2 separate regions of the Zea mays genome follow, and region 1 is linked to region 2. The links are chromatin contacts, called in public Hi-C maps. All regions are on one chromosome and are shown on one strand. The core of a region is the stretch at or near the end of the contact, and the rest is flanking DNA. Distances in the headings are between cores, read along the strand shown. Region 1 holds the start of LOC100285509. Region 2 holds the start of LOC100502413.

Evidence for each region. A called contact is a pair of places that touch in the nucleus more often than the background predicts.
Region 1: a contact with region 2 is called in a Hi-C map of endosperm, with 2.8 times the contacts expected there. The contact joins the promoter of LOC100285509 here to the promoter of LOC100502413 in region 2. A contact is called at or near these places in 2 of 25 Hi-C or Micro-C datasets (bundle sheath and endosperm).

Annotation. Positions count from the first base shown.
Region 1 is chr4:83,937,689-83,941,584 of Zm-B73-REFERENCE-NAM-5.0, reverse strand. It overlaps LOC100285509, which reads left to right and starts at 2,341. Exons shown (of 7, transcript NM_001158401.2): 1 at 2,341-2,599; 2 at 2,867-3,054; 3 at 3,137-3,435; 4 at 3,512-3,596; 5 at 3,700-3,896. The coding sequence starts at 2,518.
Region 2 is chr4:83,777,038-83,781,266 of Zm-B73-REFERENCE-NAM-5.0, reverse strand. LOC100502413 reads left to right here and starts at 2,756. Exons shown (of 1, transcript NM_001196891.1): 1 at 2,756-4,229. The coding sequence starts at 2,988. The coding sequence ends at 3,422.

The DNA of each region.
Region 1 (3,896 bases), core at 1,092-3,591, 160 kb before region 2:
CAGTCAGCATGACTGCAGCGTCTAGCTTGGCTCCATAGCCCGCGACGCCTGCGTGGTCCGTGGTCTTTTTGGGTAGCACGTATAGGTAATCATCTCGAAAGATGTAGACCTCATAGTGATAGGCATTTCAAATGCGGCCTAAAGCACGGTCTCTGGGCTACTAAACTCTATAAAGAATTTAGTGCAGCCATTGCTTAGGACTCCATCACCCTATGCTTTTCCAAAAATGCAATATCATTTTGCATGAGGACCATTAGTTTCGACTTATTAATGTGCTATATTTTCCATGCAAACATAAAAAGAATGCAAGAACAAAGCAAGTCGAAAAATATGTGAATTATAAATGTAAATGAAAATATAATTCACTAATACGTCTGTATTTTTCATAATTAAAAACAGACAACTATGCACAATTACATATTTCATGAGCAGTTTAAGTATCTAAATTTAGATACAAAACAATGTTGAAAAACAGTAATTTAAATGAACACAATGTTCGTCTGATTGTAATTGCAGAAAAATAATAGACTTAAATAATAAATTTCGTAGGCACAATCAATGGAAATGGCTCACGTCTTCAGCCAAATAGAGGAAAAAGGCCCATCACGGCCCATCTAAGGCTATAAGGGCTAGCGGTTAGGTTTTTCTCCAGCCGTCCTCAGCCACCGGCGGCGGCCATGCGACATTCTCTGGGCGCGGTGGCCTCTGTCCCAGCCATGGCGGTGCGGGAGCGGCCGCCCGGCCATAGTGCGCGGCCACGGTTCGAGCGCGGGAGCAGTCGCCCGGCCTCGGCACGGGCACGACGGCGCTGGTCCCGGTGCGGGCATAGCAGCGCGCGGCCCCCGGCGCGCACGGGCGTGACCTCCCCAGCGCGAGCGGGCGCGACCACCACCCGGCGGCATGGGTGCGGCTCCCGGCGGCATGGTCGCGGCCCCAACCCGGCGGCGTGGGTGCGGCTACTGCGCGGGCTCGCGGGCCCGATGCGAGCGCAGCCCTTGCGCAGGCGCGAACGCGGCGTCGTGGGGCGCGGCCCACTGGCAGCGCGGGCGCGACCTCGGCCAAACGGCGACGGCGCGGCCCCGGCAGCCCCGGCGGCGCGGGGCACGGCGACCCAGCCCGCGCATGGGCGTCGGCTCCTGTGGTGCGGCTGTGGCGGCCTGACTAGCGCTTGCGCGGCAGCCCCGGCCCGACGGCGCGAGGCGCGGCTCGCGCGGGCGGAGGCACCAGCAGCGCAGCCGCGGCGGTCTGGGCGTGGCCGGACCCACCCTCGGCACGGCGGCCCGGCCCCGACGGCGCACGGCCTCGCGCGGCCTCCTGTAGCGCGTGGGCGGCCAGGGCGCGGCCAGCCTCCCAGCGACGTTTTGCGACGGCATGCGGGCGCGGCCGACGCGAGCGCAGTGGCCCAGGCGCGTGAGCGCGCAGCCCTGCGGCCCTGGCAACGTGGCCACAGCCTGGCCGGCGCGGCCGGCGCGAGCGCAGAGGCCCAGGCGCGTGAGCGCGCAGCCCTGTGGCCCTGGTGGCACTGTGTCGTCGACGACACGAAGAAGATAAAGCAGTGGTAACGAATGCGATAAAAAAATAGGTATCGTACATTCGTGTTGTTCTTGATGTCGAGACCTCCACTGTTCATCTTTCTCCAACGACAACTTCATTTCCAAAACAACGAGCGATTTTTATTCTCTTCTCCGGTCTCGCGAGCAGTGCTGATAACGTGTTCAATACTCAGCGGTAAAGAGAGAAAAGACAGAGACAAATGACAGGGACCAACTTCTTTATTGCGGGGGTTGATGTATATATACAAGAGTTCCCAAAGGGTGTGTCCCTTGGGAAATAACTGTCACTACGACAGATGGATGGATTAGATCACATGTATAAAATGTTTTGTAACAGGGCCCACGCGTCATCCTCGTTAGTCGTTGGCACGCGCGCGGGGCTATTCGGCTCGTGTGGCTCGGCTCGATGGAGGCACACGTGCCGGATCCCTCCGCACGTGGGCGGCCCCCACGCCACGGCGGCGCAAACTGCTAGACGCGGCACGCGGCCACACGAGCGCTTCCCGCGCCCGCCGACGTGTCGGCCCCACGCGAGGCGGATCCCACGTGTCATCGGACGCGTGAGGTTTCATCGGAGGTGCGCCTCGTGTGGCGTAACCACGTGGGGACCCTGCGTAGCCGGTAGCCGGTCGCCGTAGCGGGGCCCACCGCCACCCGACGCACCCCCATCCCATCTCGTAAATTAATGAGCCGGTTTAATTAAGCAGCTAATCATCGCGGCTTTCTTCCTCGTCCGTCTTAAATCTCGCGAATAAATAAGCAAGCAGGAGAAAGTGGTTTAGAGAGAGTGAGAGAGAGAGGGGGAGAGAAAGGTTAAGGAATCCGAGCTAAGGCGCCGTTTCTTCTCCTCCTGCTTTTTTCTTCTCGGCACCGTCACTGGAGGGAGAGGATTCACGGGACGAGGCGACGCGGAAGGGATTTCGTCGCTTGTGTGGGCGGCGCGTCCGCTGGTTGCTTTGCTTCCATGGAGAGGGATTTCCTGGGTGCGATCGACAGGGCGTGGAAGTGCGGCGAGGCGGCGAAGGAGGAGAGCCGATCGGAGCCAGGTCAGTGCTAGCTCCTCTCTCGATGCCCTGAAAGCGTGATTTACCTAACCGTAGTACTAGTATGGCAGTAGCGACTCGGCGCGTCTACCGCCTGATCCACCGCGGTTTGCTTGCCGCGAGCATGGAAATTATTAGTCATTCGACAAGTCAGAGAGATTTTATTTCCTCTCGTCGTCTCGTGGCCGCTGGTGCCCGCGCGTCAGATTTGGCCTGCTCCGCTCCGCCTCCGCAGTGTGAATTTCTGAGAGATAGGTTTCTGTGCTGCAGACAGCCCGGCGGCGACGCGGTGGCAGTTTGCGGCGAGGTCCGGCGTCGCGCCGGCGTTCATGTCGTTCAGGACGGAGGCGACGGGCGAGGGCTCTGAGGCGTTCTCGGTCTCCGAGCTCCGGCCGGCCGGAGACGCCTTCGACGGCATCAAGAAGCAGAGCTCCATGCTTTCGATCTACCAGCAGCAGGTAATAAGCTACTGCTACTCACCCGAGGTGCTGGATAGGGGCTCAACGCTCGGTAGTCTCAGCTGTTCACTTGTCTCTGCAGAGGCAGTTTGGCCACAACAGCAGCCAGGCCACGGCACAGCAGCAGTACCCTGCAGCGGCGCACAGGCAGCGCTCGCAGGTGGCGGATTACGGCGCGGCGGCACCGCATCGTCTCCCTGGTGGTGGTGGTGGTGGATGCAGGCTAGTGCAGCCGGTGTCGGTGCGCCACCCTGTGCCGTTCCATCAGGCCAACCTGATGGTCAGGTCATCAGTGTCGCAGAGCTTCCACAACCAGCAGCAGCCTTTCACCATGAGCAACAACGGGTTTGGCGGCTCTACGGCCGGCGTGTACGGGGCGAGGTATCGATCGGCAGTTCCTTCCCTCCCTCCCTGTCGACATGTTGATCGACGGTTGATCGACCTTCCTCCTTGTTAGGAACCCACGGAACCAGGCCTCGACGCAGCTCACGATATTCTACAACGGCTCGGTGAATGTTTTCGACAACGTCCCGGTCGACAAGGTATGCAATGCTCTACCCTTTTGCGACGAACTGAACACTTGGATCGCTCGTCACTGCAGTACGTTCCATCGGCTGCATCTGCTGATCGCTGTCCCGGTGACAGGCTAAAGAGCTCATGATGCTGGCCAGCAGGGCGTCTGTTCCTGGTGCTACCCCGTCAAGTGAGCCGGACTCGCCGCCTGTTCCTGCCCCTGCCCCTGCCAAGGTCAACGTGGCCGAGGTCTTCCCTGGTGCTAGACAGATCGCAGTTCAGAAACCGGAGCCCTGCGTGCCGCATCTATCAAGCGCGGCAACTGCAAG
Region 2 (4,229 bases), core at 1,507-4,006:
CCGCGAGCGCGCTGGCGTCGTCCACTTGCTCGGGATTGGTGTGTCGCGGGGGGACGGCACTCGCCTTCGTCTCAAACGCGAGGTCGACGCCCGACGCGCCCCCCGTTGGGGCGCTGGGGACGTCGATTCGCTCTACAGCCGACGAAGCGCGGCCTCCCGCTTGGCCTTGGTTGCCCCGCCTCCTCCTCCGTTGGCGGGGGAGAGGACGGGGCGAGCTCGAATGTTGTTCTTCCACCACACGGGGAAGATGTCGTCGATTCCGCCGCCGGCGGGCGGGTTGTCGGCCGCCATTGTCGTTGTCGCGCGGCGGTGGAAGGATTATCATGTCGTAGCTGCCGTCGAAGGACATGAACTCAAGACTCCCGAAATGGAGCACCGTCCCGGGCCGGAGAGGTTGCTGGAGACTGCCCATCTGGAGCTTGACGGGAAGCTGTTCGTCAGCACGCAGCAGGCCCCTACCTGGCGCGCCAACTGTCGGCGTCTCGAGACTGGGGGGTCCCTAAGCCGACGAGTGAGTGTGCCGCGTGCCCCAGCCCAGATGGGTCGAGCGCGTGGGCGAGCGCGAAGGGGGGAAGCGAGGTGGCCGGAGACGGGCGTGAGAGAGGTGGAAATCCCGCGGCCTTCGTGTTCGTCCCGTGCCCAGGTCGGGTGCGCTTGCAGTAGGGGGTTACAAGCGTCCACGCGGGTGAGGGAAGCGAGCGGCCCCAAGAGAGCGCCTGTCCCGTCCTCGTCCCCGCGCGGCCAACCTCCTCTAAGAAGGCCCTGGTCCTTCCTTTTATAGGCGTAAGGAGAGGATCCAGGTGTACAATGGGGGTGTAGCAGAGTGCTACGTGTCTAGCGGGGGAGAGCTAGCGCCCTAAGTACATGCCGATGTGGCAGCCGGAGAGATCTTGGCACCCAGTCGGTGTGATGTCGTGGCCGTCGGAGGAGCAACGGAGCCTGGCGGAGGGACAGCTGTCGGAGCGGTCGAGTCCTTGCTGACGTCCTCCTGCTTCCGTAAGAGAGCTGAGAGCCGCCGTCGTCACAGGGCACGTGGGGCGCCATCATTGCCTATCTGGCGGAGCTAGCCAGATGGGACACCGGTCTTGTTCTCTGCGGCCCGAGTCAGCTCGGGGTAGGGTGATGATGGCGCTTCCTGTTGACGTGGCGGGCCCGCGCCCGAGGTCGGGCGACGTGGGGGCTCCTCCGAAGCCGGGGTTGAGTCTGTCTTCCGTGGCCGAGGCCGAGCCCGAGCCCCTGGGTCGGGCGAGGAGGAGGTCGTTCGGCAGAGGCCGGGGCGGAGTCCGAGCCCTGGGGTCGGGCGAAGCGGAGTTCGTCGCCTTCTGGGGCTGAGCCCGAGTCCGAGCCCTGGGTCGGGTGGAGCGGAGTTCGTCGTCTTCTGGGGCTGAGCCCAAGTCTGAGCCCTGGGTCGGGCGGAGCGGAGTTCGCCGTCTTCCGGGGCTTAGCCCGAGTCCGAGCCCTGGGTCGGGCGGAGCGGAGTTCACCGTCTTCCGGGGCTTAGCCCGAGTCCGAGCCCTGGGTCGGGCGGAGCGGAGTTCACCGTCTTCCGGGGCTTAGCCCGAGTCCGAGCCCTGGGTCGGGTGGAGCGGAGTTCGCCGTCTTCCGGGGCTTAGCCCGAGTCCGAGCCCTGGGTCGGGCGGAGCGGAGTTCGCCGTCTTCCGGGGCTTAGCCCGAGTCCGAGCCCTGGGTCGGGTGGAGCGGAGTTCGCCGTCTTCCGGGGCTTAGCCCGAGTCCGAGCCCTGGGTCGGGCGGAGCGGAGTTCGCCGTCTTCCGGGGCTTAGCCCGAGTCCGAGCCCTGGGTCGGGCGGAGCGGAGTTTCCTATGGCGCCTTTGGCAAGGCCTGACTGCCTGTCAGTCTCACTCTGTCAAGTGGCACTGCAGTCGGAGTGGCGCAGGCAGCGCTGTCCTTCTGTCAGATCGGTCATTGGAGCGGCGAAGTGACGGCGGTCACTTCGGCTCTGCCGGGGGCGCGCGTCAGGATAAAGGTGTCAGGCTACCTTTGCGTTAAATGCTCCTGCGACTCGGTCGGTCGGCGCGGCGATTTAGTCAGGGTTGCTTCTTAGCGAAGGCAAGGCCTCGGGCGAGCCGGAGATGTGTCCGCCGTTAAAGGGGGGTCTCGGGCGAGACGGAAACCCATCGGGGTCGGCTGCCCTTGCCCGAGGCTAGGCTCGGGTGAGGCGTGATCGAGTAGCTCGTATGGACTGATCCCCGACTTAATCGCACCCATCAGGCCTCTGCAGCTTTATGCTGATGGGGGTTACCAGATGAGAATTAGGCGTCTTGAGGGTACCCCTAATTATGGTCCCCGACAAATATAAACTATAAAAAATATGTAGTATAATGAAAACAATTCCTGATGTTGGTATTTCTATTTGTGCATTTAATCTAGGTGTGCAACTCACAACAAAATTTGAATTCAAATTATGAATTTAAGTGGAAAAAAACCAAACAGAAATTATAAATGAAAAGGAAAGAAGGAATTTACCAGCGCATTGGCCGTTTCCTTCTCGGCCAGCCCATCCATTCCCCATTCCTCCTGCGCGGCCCAGCTGAGAATCACGCACGCCAACGAGTGCGCCCAGCCTGTCCGCCTCACGCGCACGTGCACTCCGGGGCTCTCAGACGCCGCCAGGGTGACCCCACCGGGCAGCCGTTGTGCCCTTAGCTCGCTCACGTACGCGAACCAGGTCACTGTGGAGTGGGACCCATTCGTCAACTCTCCAACACGCGCGTGTCGTGGCTTGTCACCCATCGGCTAGCGAGCCCCACGCGTCAGACTGGGTCCTCCCCTCTAGGTTGTTGCGCTCGTGCCGAACTTCTCGCCGCGGCATGATGACTGGCCCGTGCGCCAGCTGATCAACCGAGGGAGGCCAGTGCCCCTAGCCCTCCATAAGTTTGAACCCCGCCGCAACCCTGAACCATCTCTATCAAAACACCGAGCCGCCACCGTAGAGAAGTGCCGCCGCAGGTGAGGAAAGGGAGTCGGCATGGTAAACCGAGTCCTCATCGTTGTCGCAACCTCGGTGTCATGCCTAGAGGTTTCGCCAGATCACTGGAGGGGTGCCGGTGGCCTCGGCGCGCGTGATTGGTGGCTAGAGACCCCGGAATTTCTCACCGGCGTCGAGCAGGCGGCGATCCGCACCACTCCATTGTTGGGGGTGTTTCCGCACCAAGATCTCAGTATGACTACCTCACTCAATTCGTCATGTCGTCCTCTTCACATTGCACTATTCACTAGTAACTCTCATGCTTGGAGGACCGATCAGGAGTCACTCTGGCGGGTGCTCCGCCATTGGGTGCTGGTGGCGTCGCCGTCGTGCCTAGTAGGAGGTAGAGAGATGCGCAGGGTCGTGGATCTGTTTAGCAACGACCGGGATTCGATCCTGTTGTACCAATTCGGGCAAGAGGATCGGAGCCATTGAGATCTGATCGGGTGGATGGGACAACTCTGGGGTAATTAAAAATCTGAATCGTAGATTTCGGATCGAGGGGTCGGCGTTGCGTACCAGTTCGTTTTATAATAGATCTAATCTGAGTCGTTCGCTTCAGATCGGGTGGCTATAGCAGGCCCGTGTCCATTCGATTAAAGAATTTTGCATGTGAGTCCTGAAAGGGAAATGGACCTAATCATTTCCTATAATCGATTTTGATGGTTGACGTCCATCACAAACCATATGGACTAACTAGATTGTCTAGATGTCATTTATCTCAGGTGCATAAGGTTCAACTCAAAACAAGAAAGAAATTCAGTTGGGGACACAAACAAAATTTGGAGCAAGACATGAGAGTGTGCTGCCAAGTGGCGCACAGGACACAGCGCGCTCCGCTATAATTCATCGGACTGTTCGGTGAGCTAGCGGAGCAACGGCTAACTAGCTCAACGGTCGTCTACAAAAGCAAACAGTAACATGAACAGTGCGCGGCAGAGTCAGAGCAGCAAAGTCAGAGGTCACCGGACATGTCCGGTGCAGCTATAGGACAACGGCTCCAACGGTCAATTCGCTCCAAACCTCAACGGGCGTGCTGAAGTGGCGTGCACCGGACAGTGAACAGTACCTGTCTGATGCGCCATCGGACTGTCCGGTGTGCCTATCGCCAGCAGACTCTGCCAACGACTAGGAAGTGGTTGGAGGCTATAAATACCCCCAACCACCTCATTCATTGGCATCTAAGTTTTCAGATGTTCTCATTCAATACAAGAGCAATGGCATTCACTCCAAGACACATTC